Regions from separate parts of the Mus musculus genome. Here region 1 is linked to region 2. Evidence: chromatin contacts called from public HiChIP or PLAC-seq data. All regions are on one chromosome and are shown on one strand. The core of a region is the stretch at or near the end of the contact, and the rest is flanking DNA. Distances in the headings are between cores, read along the strand shown.

Evidence for each region. HiChIP or PLAC-seq counts read pairs in DNA pulled down with a chosen protein or histone mark.
Region 1: an HNF4G HiChIP or PLAC-seq map of pancreatic cancer cells shows a contact between it and region 2. The contact joins two enhancer-like sites. A contact is called at or near these places in 2 of 39 promoter capture datasets (the 3T3-L1 cell line and the HPC-7 cell line), 1 of 484 Hi-C or Micro-C datasets (the G1E-ER4 cell line) and 2 of 115 datasets of contacts at active chromatin or transcription factors (microglia and pancreatic cancer cells).

The regions. Positions count from the first base shown.
Region 1 is chr5:115,201,766-115,205,910 of GRCm38.p6, forward strand. Gm35515 (a long non-coding RNA gene) reads left to right here. Exons shown (of 3, transcript XR_387599.4): 2 at 2,104-2,389; 3 at 2,924-3,491. Among named protein-coding and RNA genes, the nearest start is that of Cabp1, 9.5 kb to the left of the region's middle. Within about 2 kb of position 2,761, at least 103 of the 459 cell types and tissues checked have an H3K27ac peak or open chromatin away from gene starts, as enhancers often do. A contact at or near this core is called in pancreatic cancer cells, where this site is marked.
Region 2 is chr5:114,648,595-114,652,743 of GRCm38.p6, forward strand. The region is part of intron 1 of Trpv4 (transient receptor potential cation channel, subfamily V, member 4); the gene reads right to left. Among named protein-coding and RNA genes, the nearest start is that of Trpv4, 7.8 kb to the right of the region's middle. Within about 2 kb of position 2,572, at least 59 of the 459 cell types and tissues checked have an H3K27ac peak or open chromatin away from gene starts, as enhancers often do. A contact at or near this core is called in pancreatic cancer cells, where this site is marked.

The sequences.
Region 1 (4,145 bases), core at 1,511-4,010, 550 kb after region 2:
ATAGGAATTCTCTGTATAGCCCTGGCTGTCCTGGAACTCACTTTGTAGACCAGGCTGGCCTCGAACTCAGAAATCCACCTGCCTCTGCCTCCCAAGTGCTGGGATTAAAGGCGTGTGCCACCACTGCCCGGCTCAAACTATGGTTTTCAAAATGGCGGCATTAGAACTCATTTGTTACATGGATGAAGGAGAGAGAAGCCTGTTTTTTGTTTCCATGCTTAAGGAAAAAAGTCTTACTAAAGAGAGAGGAATTCCGTCACATGCTGAGTATTGATTGCTTTGCTTTCATTATATGTGAGTGTTTGTTTCTGCGTTTATTTATTTATCTTAGGGAGCATGGAGGTCTTTGTGTTTATACACACACACTAGAGGAACCCAGAATGTCATGCACCCAGGGTCGTTCCTTTGGTTGTTCCTTCAAGGGAAGGAATGAAAAACCCATTTTCTGCCCAGAGCTAGGGCAGATGTGCTTTGTAACCTGGCGACTTTTGGTGTTGTTGTTGTTGTTTTATACTTTAAAAAAAAAGATTTAGCCAGGCGTGGTGGCACACGCCCTTAATCCCAGCACTCGGGAGGCAGAGGCAGGCAGATTTCCGAGTTCGAGGCCAGCCTGGTCTACAAAGTGAGTTCCAGGACAGCCAGGGCTATACAGAGAAACCCTGTCTCAAAAACCAAAACCAAACCAAAACAACAACATCAAAAAAAGATTTATTTATTGTTATATCTAAGTACACTGTAGCTGTCTTCAGACACACCAGAAGAGGGCATCAGATCCCATTACAGATGGTTGTGAGCCACCACGTGGTTGCTGGGAATTGAACTCAGGACCTCTGGAAGAGCAGTCAGTGCTCTTAACCACTGAGCCATCGCTCCAGCCCCCTGGTGACTTTTGTATTTCATTTGTATTAGTGTTCTGTCTGTATGTGGGCAGGTGTGAGGGTCTCAGATCCCCTGGAGCTGGAGCCATAGACAGCTGTGAGCTGTTGTGAAGGTATTGGGAATTGAACCTGGGTCCTCTGGAAGAGCAGCCAGTGTTCTCAACTCCCAAGCCATTCTCCATCCCTAACACTCATTTTTAAATCTATTACGTTTATTTATTTAGTGTGTATGTGGTACGCACGAGCATGTGCCATGGTGTAGAGCGGTCAGAGGTCAACTTTCGCGGGCCGGTTCTCTCCACCATGAGTGTCTTGGGAATCAAACAGGTTGTTAAGCTTCTCTGCGGGTAGGTTTACTCTCTGAGCTGTCTTATCAGCTCTCACTAAGGAGTGAGAGAGTAACAAATAAAAAGAATCAAAATGAAAGTGGGGGTGGTAGGGCACACCTGTAAGGCCAGCATTTGGGAGGTAGAAGTGGGAGGATTGATAATCCAAGGTCATCCTTGGCTATATAACAAGTTCAAAGTCAGCCTGAGCTACATGAGAGACCCTGGTTTTTTGTTTTGTTTTGTGTTTTGGGGTTTTTTGTTTTTATTTGTTTGTTGTTTGTTTGTTTGTTTTAGAGACAGGGTTTCTCTGTGTAGCCCTGGCTATCCTGGAACTCACTTTATAGACCAGGCTGGCCTCGAACTCAGAAATCTACCTGCCTCTGCCTCCCAAGTGCTAGGATTAAAGGCGTGCGCCACCACGCCCGGCTCTGTTTTTGTTTTGTTTTGTTTTGTTTTGTTTTGTTTTGTTTTGTTTTGTTTAAGAGCTTTATTGAAAATTCTAATTATTCTTAGGGGTTGCAATGTAGCTCAGTAGGTAGAGTGAGTGCCTAGCATGCACTAAATCCTGGTGGGTTCAGCACCAGCCTATGTAAGTCTGGGTGTCATACTGTGCATGCCTGTAACCCCAACGTCCCTTACGAAGAGGCAGCAGGATCAGGAGTTCAAGATTATCCTTAAATGAAAAAGAATTCATCTCCGATGCGCAGATTCAGTAGAGGATGGATGGTCATTCGAAGACCAGCCTGCCTAGCCGTTTTTCTCCCTCAGACAGACCATTTCCTTTGTATACACAGCCAGGACCCTGAGTGGCCTGTAACGATCGATCAATGGACAGATGACCTTCAGGAACCAGCTACGGTTTGGTTTTTTTTTTTTTTTTTTTTTGTCCTGGTCAGGAGAGTTCTATCCTTTAATCACCGGAAGTTTCCGCCCATGATCAGAGTCAGCCAACATTGCGGTCTGGGAACAGGGCGGTTACATCTGTGGCGCTTGGAGCTGTGCCTGGCCCCGCATCAAGCAGTCCTACTTAGCGGTTCTGCATGGCTTGCAAACAAAGTGGGTTTGGTAACAAAGAAGCCCACGGCACCACACGGAAAAGCAGAGAGCCTTTAAATTTCCCAGAACGGGAGCCTCTCACCAGACTGAAGTAGCCACCAGGTGAGGCACCTGGAGTTCTCCAAGGTGGGTTTACCTCTGGGCAAGGACTATTTCGTATTCAAACTCGCACAAAGCTAAGCGCCTTTGCTTCTGAGAGCCGGCATAAACCGCCGTGCCTCTGCAAGAGCATCCAAATACTGTGCTTCCTTCCGTCTGAGGGCCTAGCTGGGGAGGCTCTCCACCCTACAGAGTCATGCATGACATCATTTTTCCCAAGCAAAGGTGACAGAACTGGTCTAAGGGAACCACCCTATCTAGGGAACAATCATTTCTACGAGGATGTGACTTGCTCTGGGGTACACTTTTGAGATACCATGTCACTGGGCAGATCTCCCTACCCTCTGAGTCTGGGCAGTCCCGTTTCCATCCTCGTTCTAATTTAACAATACAGACTACACAGGGTCCAGGCTGGATGTAGAAGTCTGTAGCTAAAACGGAGGAGGGCTCTTGAGGGGTCGGGGTGGGGTGGGGGAGCCCTTTCGACTTCACTTTCTGTTCTCTCTCTCTCTCTCTCTCTCTCTCTCTCTCTCTCTCTCTTTTAATTTTATCGGCTTTCAGCATTTTCAATTAATCTTGGAATGGTCGCTGGAGGCAAGAAGCCAGCGGCGCCTAAAGGAATGAGAAAGTGCAAACTGATCCAGAGGAAACAAAGGGCAGCGAGGGACCCCACAGCTGAGGCAGACGACACTGTGAGCGGCTCTGTCGGGAGGCTGGCGAGGCGTGCGCGCGCGGGTCTCTGCCTTAGCACCATCTGCCGATTCCTCAAGAGGACACAGAACAGACCAGCGAGCCATGAAGATTCGATTATGTAACGCGGGAGGATTGCTTGTTTTCAAAAGGGAGACAAATGGGAACGAATTGATTTGTTTGTCAAAGTCATGGCCCCAAAGGAGACCAGTCCCCTCCTCTTCCTGGAGGATTCATCAAGGAAGGGGAGTGATTTCACAGGCTCAGAAAAAAGGAGCCCAGGACTCACAGAGTCAGCTCAGATGGTAACAGCAGCTCCTGGGCCGCAACGCGGTGAGCCACGTGGTAGAAGAAAAGAACCAACTTCAGCTAACAGTCCTCTGACCTCCATAAGGGCACATACCCACCCGCCGCGAAATAAATCCATGCAAAACCATAATTCACTCCATTCATAAAAACGAGTCTATTTCCAAAATTGTGCTGGCAAACCTTTCTGGCTTCTCTGCTTGAGAAATGACCATTCCGCCGGTACCCAAAGGGCACAGCCATAGAATGGAACATAATTGGCACCCCCAACCCCAGCTTCAGAACCTGCCTGCTCTGTCTGACCTCTCTCGCTTGCTTTTAGGGAAGTAACATCTGATCTCAGAACCAGTGGGGGTCATCTTACTATTTCTATTCTGAACTCTAGAAAGTGCTTTAGAGGCTAGGGGATCTCTCTCTCTCTCTCTCTCTCTCTCTCTGTGTGTGTGTGTGTGTGTGTGTGTGTGTGTGTGTGTGTTAGTGTGTGTTAGTTGGTCCTTCCCTTCTACCATGTGTCAGGGCACCAGCAACCAAACTCTGGTCAGCAATAGCTATCACCTATGGCGACATCTTGGTACCCTCTCACTTTCCTATTCTTCTTCATACTATTCTGTCCTCGGTTTTGCTCCCTTGCCCTCCCTCGCCCTCCGGCTCTTGGGAGCAGCAGAAGACAGAGCAGAGGATAAAGGTAGTGGTTCAGTATCCCCAGCTCCTTCCCTGCCTCGGGTTGGCAGAGTCTTTGGATAGAAGGTTGCCCCCTCTTCAAAGGAGCCTGGCCACTCGGGAGGCA
Region 2 (4,149 bases), core at 1,322-3,821:
TAGTAATCCCTCCTTGGGAGACAACAAAGTAGGCAGCCAGCAGAGCTAGCCAGTGGTGCAAAGGCTACTAGTATTGTCCCCAGAAGCTCAGGAGCGGCCCAGGGATGCAGTGTGGATGCCAGTGGGACCCAGGTCCCCAGTAGGGTCTCCCTGCCTTCCTCTCTGTCTGCCACAGAGGCCCCGACTATGGGAACATTGCCTGAGATCATACACTCTGCAGTCATGACCCCTTGGCCAGTCGGGTGTGGCAAGAATGTGCATGCTGACATCACACATCCTGGGGATCAGATTGGGGGGGTGTCCCTCTTAATAACTGCAAAGTTCACCATAGCCTCTGGGAGCCTTTGTTTCTGTGCCTGCTTGAGGGCAGAAGTTGTCAGGTAAGGAGGTGCCAGATTGAGGGTGCCTCAGTAAACAGCAGGCTGCAAAGTATGCCCAGGATGCAGTGCGGCCAGAGGGCTCGCTCGCCATTGTTCGCTTGGCCCAGGGGGAGGGGGGGGCATCCTCTTCACTCTCAGGGCTTTGCCAGGCCTCATGGAAACCCTGGCACAAGACTATCAGATGCCGACCTCATTACGTGAGCAAGAAAAGCTGCTTAAAACCCAGGGGCAGGTTTGGGCAAGCAAGACATCTCTGCTCCTGGGGAGGGCGGCAGGGCGCTGGCTTTCCTCAGGTCTCGCCTTCTAGATCAATACATTCTAAATGGGTCATTATTAGCTGCCACATGTATGCACGGCCCCGGGGTAGACAAAAAGGAACAAAGGACCGGAAACCCTAGTGTGAGTGGACAGGCTGGTGGCCTCCACTGTTGTCCAGCCCTTTGCCTCGCCATTTGCTTCAATTCCATTACTCAGGAGCAAGAGGCAGGAAGGCATCTTGGTGAGTTTGTCTGACGGCCCTCTGGTCTATGCAGTGAGTTCCGATTCTGCCAGGACTACTTAAGTGAGACCCTGTCTCAAAGCAGGATGGAGAGGCTGGAGAAACCGCTGCTTTTTCCAGGGGATCCAGGTTAAAGTCCCAGCATCCACGGGGCAGCTCACAACTGTCTGTGACTTCAGTCCCAGGGGATCTGATGCCTTCTTCTGGCCTCTGTGAGCACCAGGCACACATGTGGCACACATACATACGTGCAGGTGAAATAACCATAATTATTAAAATAAATGAATTTTAAAAATAAGGAGAAAAAAAAAGGATAGTACTTTGAATTTTTTTCCTGGTCTAAACTAACTCTGCATGTCACAGTGAGTGCAGCAGGTAATGTCACAGTGAATGTGGCAGGTGACACACTTCACATCAGCATACACCATCTGCTTATCTCCTCTTCCCCTTCCAGAGCCTACGCCCCTGAGGAAGACATTCATTCAGAGTCACCATTCTGCCAGGACTGAACACCATGTGGGGGCATCAGGGACCCCTGAGGTTCCTGCAGGTGCAGGGCAGGGGAGCACAGGGGGAGGACTAAAGTTCCGTGCCTGGAATGGGGTAGACGGCAGAATGCAGAGAGTGCGGGGGGAGGGGGGCTACTGAGGACCATTAGTGAATAAGAACAAGGACCAGGGGTGAGTGCGGGCTGGGTGGGGGCTCTACAGCAGGAGACAGACCCTGGACCCTCAGACAGACTTTGTGGGTTTCTTCATCATCCTGGGGTTCCTTGGCTGACCAGTGGGGACCCTGACTCCTGCAGGAGCCACAAATAAACGTGACCACGAATGCCAGCTATCTGGTTCAGTCCTGAGGGAAGGACTGAAGGATGGGATGGAAGTTAGCGGGTACCAGATAAGGCAGCAGCTGCGTGGCCCCGCCTTCTAGATGAGGAAGCTAAGGCCAAGAAAGGAGCAAGCTGTATCATTGCATCCCAGCTCCGGGATGCAAGGCCACACACAGGCACAGGAGCTGGGGTTTTCCTTTTGGGACAGGGCCTCATGCATCTCAAACTGGCCCTGGCTTTGCTGCGTATCCAAGGACAGCTTTCAACATCTGGTCCTCCTGTCTCTCTACACCCCCTGGGTGCTGGGGGTCCCAGGGGCATACCACCATATCCAGCGTGGGCAGTGTTACGGATTAAGCTCAGGGCTTCACGCGGCTAAGCTAGGCAAGCACTGGATCCGCTAAGCCACTTCCCCAGCCAGGACTGGGCCTTTGATGGGGCTATTTTACAAGGATAAGAGGGCTCAGGAAGGGAGGGACAAACATGTAGGAGGGGCTGGGGGACTATGTGACTCTGGATCAGAGTGCCCAGACCTGAGTTGTGGCTGACTGGGAATCCTCCCCAGGACACTCACTGTCACAGGAGCTAGGGGAGACAGACTTAAGCACAGCCAATAGATGCTGGATAAGGCCAGGCTGGTATCTGAGCCCTTAATGCCACCCTCAAGCTATTATTATTATTACTAGGGCATACATGAAGAACCAACCGGGAAACAGAGCCTGTCAGGGGAAGACTAAGTGACTGGATCCCTCTTGGGAGGTGGACTCTGGCAGCCACCTCAGAGCGACTAACGGGAGCTCAGTCCCTTGGCAGAGTGGGACCCGCCGCCTGCCAGGTTGTGGTTGCCCACAGCCCCCAAGCCCCTGGCAGGAGGCAGCGGGGCACATCGCACCATGAAGGGCCCTCCCTGCTGGTATTTACCTAGTCTGTCTCAGCCCAGCCCACTTCCTGGTTGCTGCACAGTGGCCGTCTGTCCGGAGCAGACAGAGCTCCTGTGTCCTGCCGGGTCCCTCCACCTGGAGGGTGTCCCCCTCCGATGCTCACACCATCCAAGCGGGACACGGCTGGGGTGACTCACTAGCCCCAAGGAGGGCACGGCCAACGTGGCCACTGCAGTCACTTGGTTTTTGCATAAGCCTTGGAGGGCCGGCCCATGTCACAGAAATATCCCCTAAGAACTTTCACTGGAATGGGGGCATCTGCAAAAGACCCCAGGTCCAGAGGGCTGGCCAGACTAGAAGCTGAGTATGGCTTAGTGGAAAGATGGGGCTGTTGAGACTCGAAAAGTCACATCCTGTGAGACTCCACTTCCTTGTCATCTGAGAACACTGGAGTTTCTGGTGACGTCCATTCAGCTGGCACTGAGCTGTTTGTTTTCAAAAGCCCAGTGGGGGCTATGTGATTACAGCTAAGTGACCCTTCCCAGATCAGTGACCCTGATAGTCCCAGCCATGCCCCAGCCTCAGCACAGAGCCTAGCATACAGATATAGGAAGTCTCTACTCCAGAAGGTTCCCACCAAAGCCAACATCCAGCTTTAGAAAGGTGGGGGTGGAGGCGTGTCTCAAATCCTAGGGTCTCTTTCTCTGAGCCAGCTACTCTCGTTCAGATAGTCCCCAGGTCACAGAGAACTCTGGAAAGGGTTTTATAGCCTCAAGACATCGCCCACTCTATCTTGCCCTCCTCTTTCCTGCCACCAATGGTCACATCTCCTATCTGGGCCGCGGTTTTCTCATCCATAAAAAGGGGGTAAAACTTTCTACCTTCTAGGAACAACTGCTCCTGTCTTTGATCTGTGATTATTTGGTGTGTCACGTTCCTGCTTTAAATTATACAGTGGGATGTGGTAGCATTAACCTGTAATCCCAGCACTTGGGAGCGAGGCAGACGGATCCGTGGTCTAAAGCCAAACTGAAGAAGATCCTATCTCAGGAGACCTTGGGGATGTGCCCACAGGACACTTGATTGGTGTGTGCAAGGCTCCAGGTTTTACCCCCAGCCCTGTGAAAGTAGCAGCTCCTCTCTCAAGGGCTGCTGTAAAGATTAAATGTTATCATTCAAGCCCTGCATGATGTCTGGCACGTAGTATGTGCTCAATAAATGGTGGTGGCTATGCTGCTGTTATTTAACCTCCCCTCAATTTACAGCAGGGGAGGGGAGTCCGGAGAGGTGAGGACCAGGTGGGCACTGGAACCCAGAGACTTCCCAGCTCCAAAGCCAGGGATCCTCTGAGCTTTCTCCATGTCTGAAAATTGGTGAGAACAGAGACTGCCCATCTCTGGGCTGGGAGACAGAGGTCACCCCCCTACCCCCCAATTCCTTAAAATGGCCTAAGCAATCCTGTGGCAATGAGGCTCAAAGGAAGGGACCCTGAGGCACAAATGCAAAGCCCTGCCTGGGCACTTGCAGCATGCCCCAGGGACGCCGCCTGGAATCACGGCA